Linked DNA regions of Gasterosteus aculeatus: region 1 is linked to region 2. A link is a contact called in public Hi-C data. All regions are on one chromosome and are shown on one strand. Each heading gives the region's core, a stretch centred on a gene start, on an enhancer-like site or on the middle of the called end of the contact. The rest is flanking DNA. Distances are from core to core; before and after follow the strand shown. Region 1 holds the start of chfr (checkpoint with forkhead and ring finger domains, E3 ubiquitin protein ligase). Region 2 overlaps fbrsl1 (fibrosin-like 1).

The links. Hi-C and Micro-C count contacts between places; a contact is called where the count stands out from the background.
Region 1: a Hi-C map of whole body shows a contact between it and region 2, with 3 times the contacts expected there. The contact joins the promoter of chfr here to the enhancer-like site in region 2. A contact is called at or near these places in 2 of 6 Hi-C or Micro-C datasets (liver and whole body).

What each region holds. Positions count from the first base shown.
Region 1 is chr13:17,205,121-17,210,491 of fGasAcu3.hap1.1, reverse strand. chfr (checkpoint with forkhead and ring finger domains, E3 ubiquitin protein ligase) reads right to left here and starts at 4,055. Exons shown (of 18, transcript XM_040196593.2): 1 at 3,855-4,055; 2 at 2,954-3,073; 3 at 2,275-2,374; 4 at 2,075-2,184; 5 at 1,919-1,978; 6 at 1,635-1,817; 7 at 725-808. The coding sequence starts at 3,059.
Region 2 is chr13:17,101,540-17,106,293 of fGasAcu3.hap1.1, reverse strand. The region is part of intron 4 of fbrsl1 (fibrosin-like 1); the gene reads right to left. Among protein-coding and RNA genes, the nearest start is that of LOC144386400, 28 kb to the right of the region's middle. Within about 2 kb of position 3,158, at least 3 of the 9 cell types and tissues checked have open chromatin away from gene starts, as enhancers often do.

The DNA.
Region 1 (5,371 bases), core at 2,806-5,305, 100 kb before region 2:
CCTGCTGTTTTGGTTAATGTATGTGCAGCAGCGCAAAGGGCCAAAGGGCCGGCTTAAAGAAATGAAAGAGGGTGCTGATTAAAAGGTACAGCCTCAGGCAGTCACACCACTAGTCTCAAGGCTATGAATCAAATGTGCCAATCACAGTGAAGCCTGACGACATCGACACACAAAAAAACAAAAAACTGCCTTCTGCAAGAAACCACACCATTATCTGTATGGTGCAGGAGAGCATAAGGGAACAACAACACTAATCTACAACTACAGCTGGAGGTTTTTGACAGTTAAGTGATAATAGGAGGAGGAAATTTAAAACAAAAATATCAGTCTTAATCTTATCCTATATTTATATCACTAACAGTCATATTACATATTCAAGGCATGAACTAGTATGAGCCCGTTTAAAAGGAAGTTATGAAGCAGAGGATTAATGAGCTCCTGTAATACGCTGTTTGGCGGATAAGCAGGCAGAATACCAAGTATCCAGAAGCAGTTTACTGTTATTAGAAGCTTTAAGATTTAATGCTGGTAAACACAGTGGACGACCATGCGTAATGGCATTGCGCAGTAGCATTGCACTCTAATCAGAAGCTGCATATGGCCGCTGGGATTTAATAAACTCAAGGAGAAGCTCCTCAATTAGAATAAAGCAGTTGTGTAAAATAGCCAAGGAAATTACAAAGTCAGGAAATCACAACATAAAAAAAAAAAGATGAAAACCTACTGCAATCAGTTTTCCTCTTCTTGCTTGCTGGCCCCATGTCATCTAGGACTTTTTCCTGCGCTGAGGCAGCAACTTCAGCCTGGCCTGATAAAATGGAGGGAAAAAAAGGAGACTTGGGTCAATTCATTTTGTCAATACTTTAGACGTTGAGAGTCAAAAAGATTTAGTCACATATACCAGCTCCACTGTGGAGCAAAGGGGTTCAATAAGAAGCCCCTTTGGTAGTGTGGACGGCGTGTGATGACATTACCGCTACAACACACAACCAGGGACACTTACTCCATCATCTGGCAAGTATATCGTACAAGTTCAGAATTGATTGATTTACATCAGCAAGTCTGTTTACATCAATGACTGATCTGAGGGTTCATTTAGAAGAGTGGATGCATGTAAGTTATACCGTTATAGTTATACTCTTATCATATCAAATACTGTACAGTATAATGATGTAGCCTATATTGTTAGTACCTGTGCCTATTAAGCATCAGTTTGTCATTCAAGGAAATCTGCCTGTGAGCCTTCTTTACAGAAGACCAATAACCGATCTGCCGTTAAATATGAGGCTGCAGCCTATATACGGTTAGCTTAGCAGAGGCTAGCTTGGTCCTGTCTGAAAAAGGTACAAATACCAAAGTGCAAAGGCGACATGATAGGATTTTACGAGGACTTGTGCACCAAACTCTTTCTTGGCTGATAGAAGTCACTTCCTGGAGCATCGCCATGGCATTACCAGGCAACCAGCTGAGAACATAACCACAGAACTCTCATTCCACGTAAGGAGCTTAAACTGTAATCCCAAACAATTATACGTATTCACAACGGTTTATTTAAAAAATGGGATGCGTAATTAAATTCCAGACGGAAAGCTGATTATCACAACTCTTCGGCAGCGCGTTAGCAGATAACCCACCTGAAGCGGGACAGGCGGTGGTTGCTGCGGGACCAGAAGTGTTGGGGCTCCCGATACAGAAGAGGGACGAGGAGGTGGAGGGCTGAGGATCCTCCAGCGTTTGATCACGAGAAGCCTTGGGGAGCATTACGGGCTCCACCGAGAGTGGGAAAGGGCCAGGACTGTGGGCCGCCCTCTCCATCTCTGAGGTTTAGATACAGGGTGGGGGGTTAGTAACTGACAGCTGTGGAACAAAAGAGGTTACATTTGACAAAAGACTTGCGGGGAATCACCTGGCTGCTTACCATAAGTATGTCCTGACGTGGCATGCTCCATTTGGATGGAGTGGTAAACGTAGGCAATGTCTACAGTGTGACAAGAGAGGATATTGTTTTTCTTTCTTTTTCTCTTATATTTCATATAAAAGTATTGCGCAATGGAAAAAAAACTGAACAACTCACTTTGTTCTGGCTCACTTTTCCTGTATACAAAGTAGATGATGTCGCCGCTCTGTAGCATGTGGGTTTGCTTCTTCACCAGTTTGGACATGTTGATCACTGTACCATTAGTGCTAAAGTACATACAGACAAAAACACAAGTCACTGTACAGAGGTTTTAAAGCGTTTCCAAAATATGGCTTGTTTAATATAATGTTTGGTACCTGGTGTCTTCAAGCCACACCAGCCCCGAGCTTTCGTCTTGCACAATCTTGCAGTGCTCCCCTGAGACCAGTTTGTTGGCCGGGAAGGACAGATAACATCCTAGCAGCAAAATAGAAAAACACACAGTAGACTGATTACTTGGGCTACTTTTTTTTTTTAAATGGCAATACAGTTTGAAATATTGAGCCTATTCGTTAAAATAAACAAATGAACTATTGAGTCCATGGACATCGCTTTAAAACATTTTATTGCCCAGACACCAATTAAGGCTAGACACTCAAAAGCCCTCGACAACAAAGCAGACACAGGGGGAAATATAGGCCTAACCTTTTCTTAGGCAAAAGCCCATACACGAAAAAACTACTTAATATTCTGCACACATGTTGTCAATGGATGCCTTTTGTTATCATCACAAGGGGCTGTCTAAGTTGGGTGCACTAAAGAAGGCTTTGTGCTTTCAAGGGGGAGGTTTTTAAGGGCTCCAGACACTGACAGCGACGTCTACGGGGACAGACAGACAGACAGACAGACAGGGACGGCCTTCTGTTAACAGACATCACCGCTCCTGGAGCTTTGGCAGCAGGTTAGACGTTTTTAAAAGATGTCCGACAGGTGAAGAGATCATCTTTATGTGCCTATTCCAAAAATGTGTGACACACACACAGAATATGAACCCACCTTTTTTTCGGCCAACTGTGCATTCCCGGTTAAAGAGCAGGATAGTTTCACTGGAGTCCACTTTGATGAGCTTTCCCCACGGACGTCCTCTCTGATAACCGTCCATCCTCCAATGATCCTCTACGAGAAACGATGAGCAAAAACAAGTTACGGGTTCACTTCTATGACACTGTAAAAACAGACTGTGGGACATTTAGTGAAGGCTGTGCTGGTAAAACTAAAGAAATATAAATGTTAAACAAAGTATTTTCTTTCCAGCCAGGTGGAGTTTCTCATTGAAATTATGAATAAAATATGTTTAAAAAAAAAACATAAATGACTTTTAAAGGGGAATCCACCTTTCCCTTCTCCATATCGGCTAATATAATATCTAAAATACACGTTTCCAATTAGACAAAATCATGATAAATGAGCCGTTTAGTCCCAAAGGTTTGAACTTGATTATGAATCCATTGCTGTGGATTTATGATTCTTATTGTATGTTTGCCAAAGTAAAGTAAGTAGTTAGCATAGAAGTGTGTAAGCAACGTTTAAGCAAGTCTGTGACTTGTCAAATAAAACGAGGCTTAACTTAAAACTGAAAGCGTTCTTCAGCACAACCGCTAACGAAGCTAAGCTAACGCTACACGTCCCGCAGCCGGCTCAGTGGTCCACAAAACGTTATTTGCCGTCTTTACCGCCTGACAAGCTGGCTAAACGTCCCATCGCCCACTATCGAGTCGAAGGAATTAAGGATTTCATCACCCGTAAAGTGAACGAACACAACTTCGGTCAACACAACAACACCAAGCTAACGCGCTTGCTAACAAATTAGCAGTCGACCCGCCGTGCGGATGCGACAAGAGGACCACGAGTCGCCCGTCACGTCACGCTGGTCGCGCGTCCACAACGGGTACTTTACCGTCAAACGCTCGGTTTCGCCGTCCCCGGTAGTTCGGTGCGACGCCGTTTCTTCTCCTCGTATTCCGGCTGAACGCAAGAGGCGCTTCCTGCCAGGCTCGGGCGTGACGTCACGGCGTCATCAGCTGATGGAGGAGGGGCCGCTGGGCCCCAAACACGCGCTTTGATAAAAGGTACAAACTCACCTGGGATTTCTTTCCACCTGAAGATGAAGAATGAACGCGTCCATAAGGGCGAATGGTAATCAGTCAAATGCAGAACCATTCAAATGAAAACAGACATCTCTTTATTGCTATGTTAGAACAGTGAGAAAATTAGGCTATTGTCAATTAAGACATAGTATTTGTTCTTCCTCCTACTAAAACATAAAGTTGTTGCCGTTGTTGCATTTTTTATTATGTAACCCAAATTGCAATATCAAGTTGATGTAGTCTTTGATTTATCTATTTTAAGCTACTGTATATTTGTCTTTGGGCATCTTTAGTATTCCTAGTGTCAAACAAAGTTTTGGAAAAGACAAAAAAATAAATCTTTTTTCCAACCCCTTCTTGCAGCCGGTGGCCCCTCAGAAACTACAGAGTCCCTCGGGTCTACACATTGAATAAATTAATAAAGAAACACCATCTTGCGCTTCACCTCACTGCTGGATGAATTAATTAAATGGCCCACCACATTTGCATTAAAATGATCACCACCACAATCTGCCTAATTATGGATTTCAAAGAAAATAATTATGAATACGTTCTTATATTCCTTACATCAGTGTCTGACAAAAGAAACACAATTTACTTTACATAATTACGGAAAACAAAACACTGGCCAAATGTTCTCGGCCATAGACAGCCAGGCAGACTGCAGGCTTTTGTCAATGTGCCTCGAAGTCATTCAAGTCCATTTGTAGCCATTTATTAGGTCATATGCAGAAAATTAATCTGTATTAGATTACTGGTATTCACAATCTATTTAAATCATGTGCGCAATCCGGACGTAACAGCGCAAGTCAATCGTGGGTCAATATCCAAAGCAAGTAGAGTTTTAAAATCCTTCGACATTATTTCACTTTTAGGTTACTTCTACTTAACTAAACGTTTTTGTGCCACTGGATTTATCAAGACATCTGACATCAATGACAGATTTGACAAAATACTGTGAAGTACAATGAATTGTTAAAAATTCCACCTTTTTATGCTTCAAACTATTACAAAAAAAGTATTGTTTGGCTCCCTTGCGGCATTTCAGTTAATTATGAGTTGTAAGCACTTTGGCCAAAGACTTATTTCCATTCTAAACTTCTCAGACAGTTTTATTCAAACAGTTTGAAGCCGGAGAAGCTCAAATTGCAGACAAAAGGGCCAACTCCATTTTACAGTGTTAAAAATAAATAAACTTTGTAAAAGTGTGTATTGTTGTTTTACATTTTTTGTCATTATAAATGCAAATGTGGTTTGTTCAAATATTTCCTTCAGGATTTGGTTAAAATCAAGAACAGAACAAAAGAAAGTGATGATTGGATTCCCC
Region 2 (4,754 bases), core at 1,909-4,408:
AAACATGGCGCTGACTGCTGCATGTCTTAATGAAGGCAGTAAAACATCCATTTCCAGAAGCCATGAAATGAAAAGCAAGATTGTAGATGTGCACCCAGTGGCTCTCACTGCAAAAAGAAAAAATAGAATGCTGTTAACACAAAAGGCAGCGTCGGAGAGAGAGAGAGCGAGAGAGATGAGAGAGAGAGGGAGAGAGATGGAGTAAGAAGAGAAATGAGGGGAGAATAGTACAAGTGAAGAGATTTAAAGGGCAACCACACCAAGAGTAACGGGATAAAAGAAGAAAGGGATGATGAATTCAGGATAGAAAGATAGATTGGTAGATGCACTCAGTGCTCCATTTCCAAAGAAGGCATGAAGACGATCTGCTGATAATGGGTGAGCCAGGCTGCCTCCCTATGTCTGTTATACTGAGTGCTGCCGACAGAAGCCACAAATCATCACTATTTAGTTGCTGATGCACCTACCCACAGCATCCTCCCCCTCATCCATCTCAATGCCAATCTATTAGGACATTCCCTGTGTCCATCCAGGCATGCGTTCAGTTGATCCATCTATCTACCCAGCCGTGTGGACATTTGTCTCTCCATTCATCTTTCAATCCATCCGTCTGTCCGTCCACCTATCAATTCAACCAATCTTGGGTCAATAGAATTCTGCTCTGAGATCTGACACCTGCAACAACATTGCTTTGGCCTCAGCTGTCAGCAACTTGCTGTGGGTAAGAGGTTAGCTTGGTATTTCTAGGCATTTGCCAAAAGACACTATGGCATCTGTCGGCGGAGGCCCAAAATCTAACCGCAGGTAAAGATCGGTATGGTTCAAGTTACAAACGTGAAACTGAAAAAAACTTTCTATATAATAACTATTTCCACATGCTACAGACAATCAACTGCAATACAGCAAGTATGGTTCATGGTCAGGAAAAACAACAAAGCTGAGAAAACACAGATTGCTTTGGTTATTATTGGCATAATTACAGTTGTGCTTATCGTGCAAGCAGCCTCAATCAGGATAAAATATAGTTTCATTTGACAAAGCTTCCTGTTTTGACTGGCTTGAATGTCGGAACCACACACTTTGCCGCCGTGCCAAAAACTCAATCAGGCGCAATTACATAGCCATCAGATAGAAATGTAATTGATTTGAAAGCTGACATGAGATATAACTACATTAGAGTGGAGGCTCAGTGGGAAGGCTCCTTGGAGACGGGGCCTACAGGGAGCTCATTACCGCCAAGCTTTGAATTATTGAGTGCTAATGCAGTGACGTTGAGCAGTGCGATTGGCTGCTACGACTCGGACCGTGCTTATCTCAACTTACAACAACCTAGGACGCCTGAAGGAGGGACCTGACCATGCTTTAATCTTGCACTGGGAAACGTTCTATTGGTCTATAATGGTTGAGGCCAAGGTAGAGTCTGTGGGTGGACATCATTCCTGCTAATTCCAGTATTTGTAACCAGTTTCCACGGCAATGACACTACCTTGACCTCAGGTGACATATTTAGCGCTTAGCTTAGCATGTGGTTTGTGGACAGGATTCCTGAAGAGTGAGAGGTGACTGTTGAGAGCATGAAGATATTAGTCTCTGCAGAAGGGCCTCAGCGTCCCCCAAGAAACTGGTGGCGTCCTACCTCTGGGAGCGCTATGCCCCCGAGGCCTCCGCCACTGATCTCAATCTGTAAGCTCCTCTCTCCCCTCACACAGCCCTCCTGTGAGCTTTCTCACAAAAATGAAATCTCAATTAGTTCAAGCGAAATGAGGACGAGCGAGGAGGTGGAGGAGGAGACCCGGGAGCCCCGAGAGACCGAACAAGCAAGATAGGGGAGCTGCTTGTTGACCTGCGGCCGGGAAACTGCAAACAGAGCTGTTTAAACATGGCTGATGAACTAACGGCCTCTTCATTACAGAGGTAAGGAATATGGTGAGCAAATATACAGATCGGAGGAGAGTTGACCAAAATGGAAGAGGAAGCCTGAAAGAGATGTGGGGAGGGCAAACTTATTAAATACACGATGACACATGTTTTGTACATGGATGCTATTTTAGGGTGCTACAAGCCACCACACAGCTCAGCAAAGATCCTTATAGCCTTGCATACTTAACTACATGCTAAGTATGCTAAAAACAAGTAGTCCCAGCTCTAGGACAAGGCAAGTAAAATAGGCAAGTCAGATAGTTCCAGATTGTTATGTGTTTCCAAGAACATCAGGCTGCCACAAGTACTGAGAGTGATTGAATAGCTTGTAAACAGAAGCAGCAGACTTGCTCGACGTTCTCTGGGAGACACTGATGTAGTTGTGCTTCCAGGAGCTGAAGGAAAGGAGGAAGGTGGAGCGCTGAGGTTCATGAACTAAACGGTAAGTGCCGGAGCTTTTAGAATTACCCCCGTCGCTACACTCGGGCTGGTCTCTGAACTGAAACTGCAGAGTAAAAGCACAAGACCGCTAAAGTCAGTCATAAGACACCCTCGGTCAATGGATGATAGTGTTCCTCGCATTAGCCCAAATCAAAATTAGATCTATCTTTGACTATCTCATTTAAAAAAAGCCATATGACGACACTTTCCTTCATTTAAGCTTTCCACCTTCTCCATGCAAAGCCCTGATGAGAATGAATTCTCCTTTGTTCGTGGTGCTTGCAAAAGGACCTTTTTGAAAGCAGCCCAGCATCTTTCATAACTTAAAAATTAATCACAGATTTCCAGATCTATGTCCAATTAAGAAAGTGTGGAGACTGCACATAGCCGTGTTCATGCAGCAATTCTAATTAGAGGCGATATGAGCATGAAAATGATTTAAGCACATAATTTAGCACTTTAGTTCAAGGCCGTGTCCGGGTATTCATCACACATCAGCTGACAATGACACTATATATTGAGCCGAAGGATATTACACTAATAATCTAAAAACAAGGCCGGTTCTTCCACAAACTGAGTTTGAGGTCGAATGAACGTAGAGCTTTTTATTGCTGGGTAAAAAAAGTAAAAAGTTGTTATAGTAAAAAAAAAGAATGTACTTCCGTCAGCAAAAGGAGAGACAACACAACCAACATTTTAACTTAGTGTCAATTTTCATAGAACTGTAACAGGAAGGAGGAGAGGCTGTGACAATCCGAACTGCAGCTACAGCAGTTCCGTTGGTGGTGAGCCGTTGTGAAAATGTGAGCAGAACCACAACCTATGTGCGTATTGTGCAAGCATGTTAAAACCACAATGGGTGCTGTGAGTTTGCTAAAAAAGCAGGTTATCTATATTTCGGGTTAAACCACAGCCCGACACAAACGGAAATATACACATCAGTTTGGTGTTTATAGCTTCTGACGACGTGCACTCATGAAACTCGATGAATAAGTCATGCATGAAAAATGGCCTCTGCTCAACCCCTTAATTAATAATCTTAATTGGCAACTTTCCCTACCAAATAAACTAATGGAACCAAGTGAAGAACGATATTAAAGGCAAATGCTTCCATAGAGGGCATGATGTGTAAATCATACGCTATGGCCTTCACATTGTACAGTCACCCATCTCAACCCAACTGTACACTTGGTCAGGAACCATTGGCTCTGGTCTGGAGCCTTGTGACGACGTGACACCTTGCTAAGACACTCTCTTTTTAATTACTTTGGGCAAAACAGCTAAACATAAGCGATGTAAAACAATGGACAAGTACATGATGTGTCTGACAATAAAACGTCTGGCCCAAACATGAAACCGAGACAAGAAACATTATGCAACCATTGGGTTTAGTTTGTTCTCCTGGGGCCGTCTTGGCTCCCAGTAACCCTACGCTGGCATTCGCCCCACTCCCCTGAGGATGGGCCAGTAGCATAGAGCTACCAGGTGATAGCGTATCTGTTTCAGACCTCCGTAGAACTCCCCGGACGTGGTCCCGGTGACGCACTTGGCCTCGCGGGTAGCCCTCGTATCGGCTTGCATCTAGCAGTTCACCTCCGAACAACGAGACCCGCATCAACCTCAACTGATTCAATTGAGAATAAATTGCAAACAGTTCATTGGCTTTTGGCTGGCGCTGGCGGAGTAGACGACAGCGACGTGTGGAGCCGGGGAGTATCAGTTGACCCAGACTAATTATGCGTAAGGCCTTGTTTTGATGGCTGCAGCTCGGGTTAGGTCAGGCAGGAGCAGTTAAGGGGGAAACAAAAACATTTCCTACTAAAACGGAGACGACACCACAAGGTATCAGCGGGGAACTATGAAAGGAAATGTGATGCCGCAAAAGGAATGTTTTTTTTAGCTCTCCCCTTGGGCCATTGTAAGTCGATAGCAGCGTGACAGCTACACATTCCCAACGGGAGGCTGTGTTTGATGCTATGGAGGATGTGCTAAGAGAAGGGCGCTTATTCATGGCTGACAGGCCAATGGTGCACCTCTTTAACTATTAGTACACCCTCTGTCCTCACAACCATAGGCAGGCTCTCCCTTGAAATTTGTAATTACAGTAATTGTGATTTCGGCAAATGGGCCTCCACTCCGCTCTTCAACGGTGAAAACACAGGTTGCGTTATTCATGAGGAGTCCACTGAAAGCATCTGTCGGCAGCGCTTTAATTTACCAGCTCTTGGATAGCGGACATTTAAAATGTCCAAATTTCCTGCAAAAGTATTCTGAAAATGACTTTTTACATGGCGCATAAACTCAGTGACTCCTGCAAGGAAAACTGATCAACTGCTTTCTGACCTGTATTTAGAGTCAAAATGAACCACAGAAATGTGTACAAACATGTACGC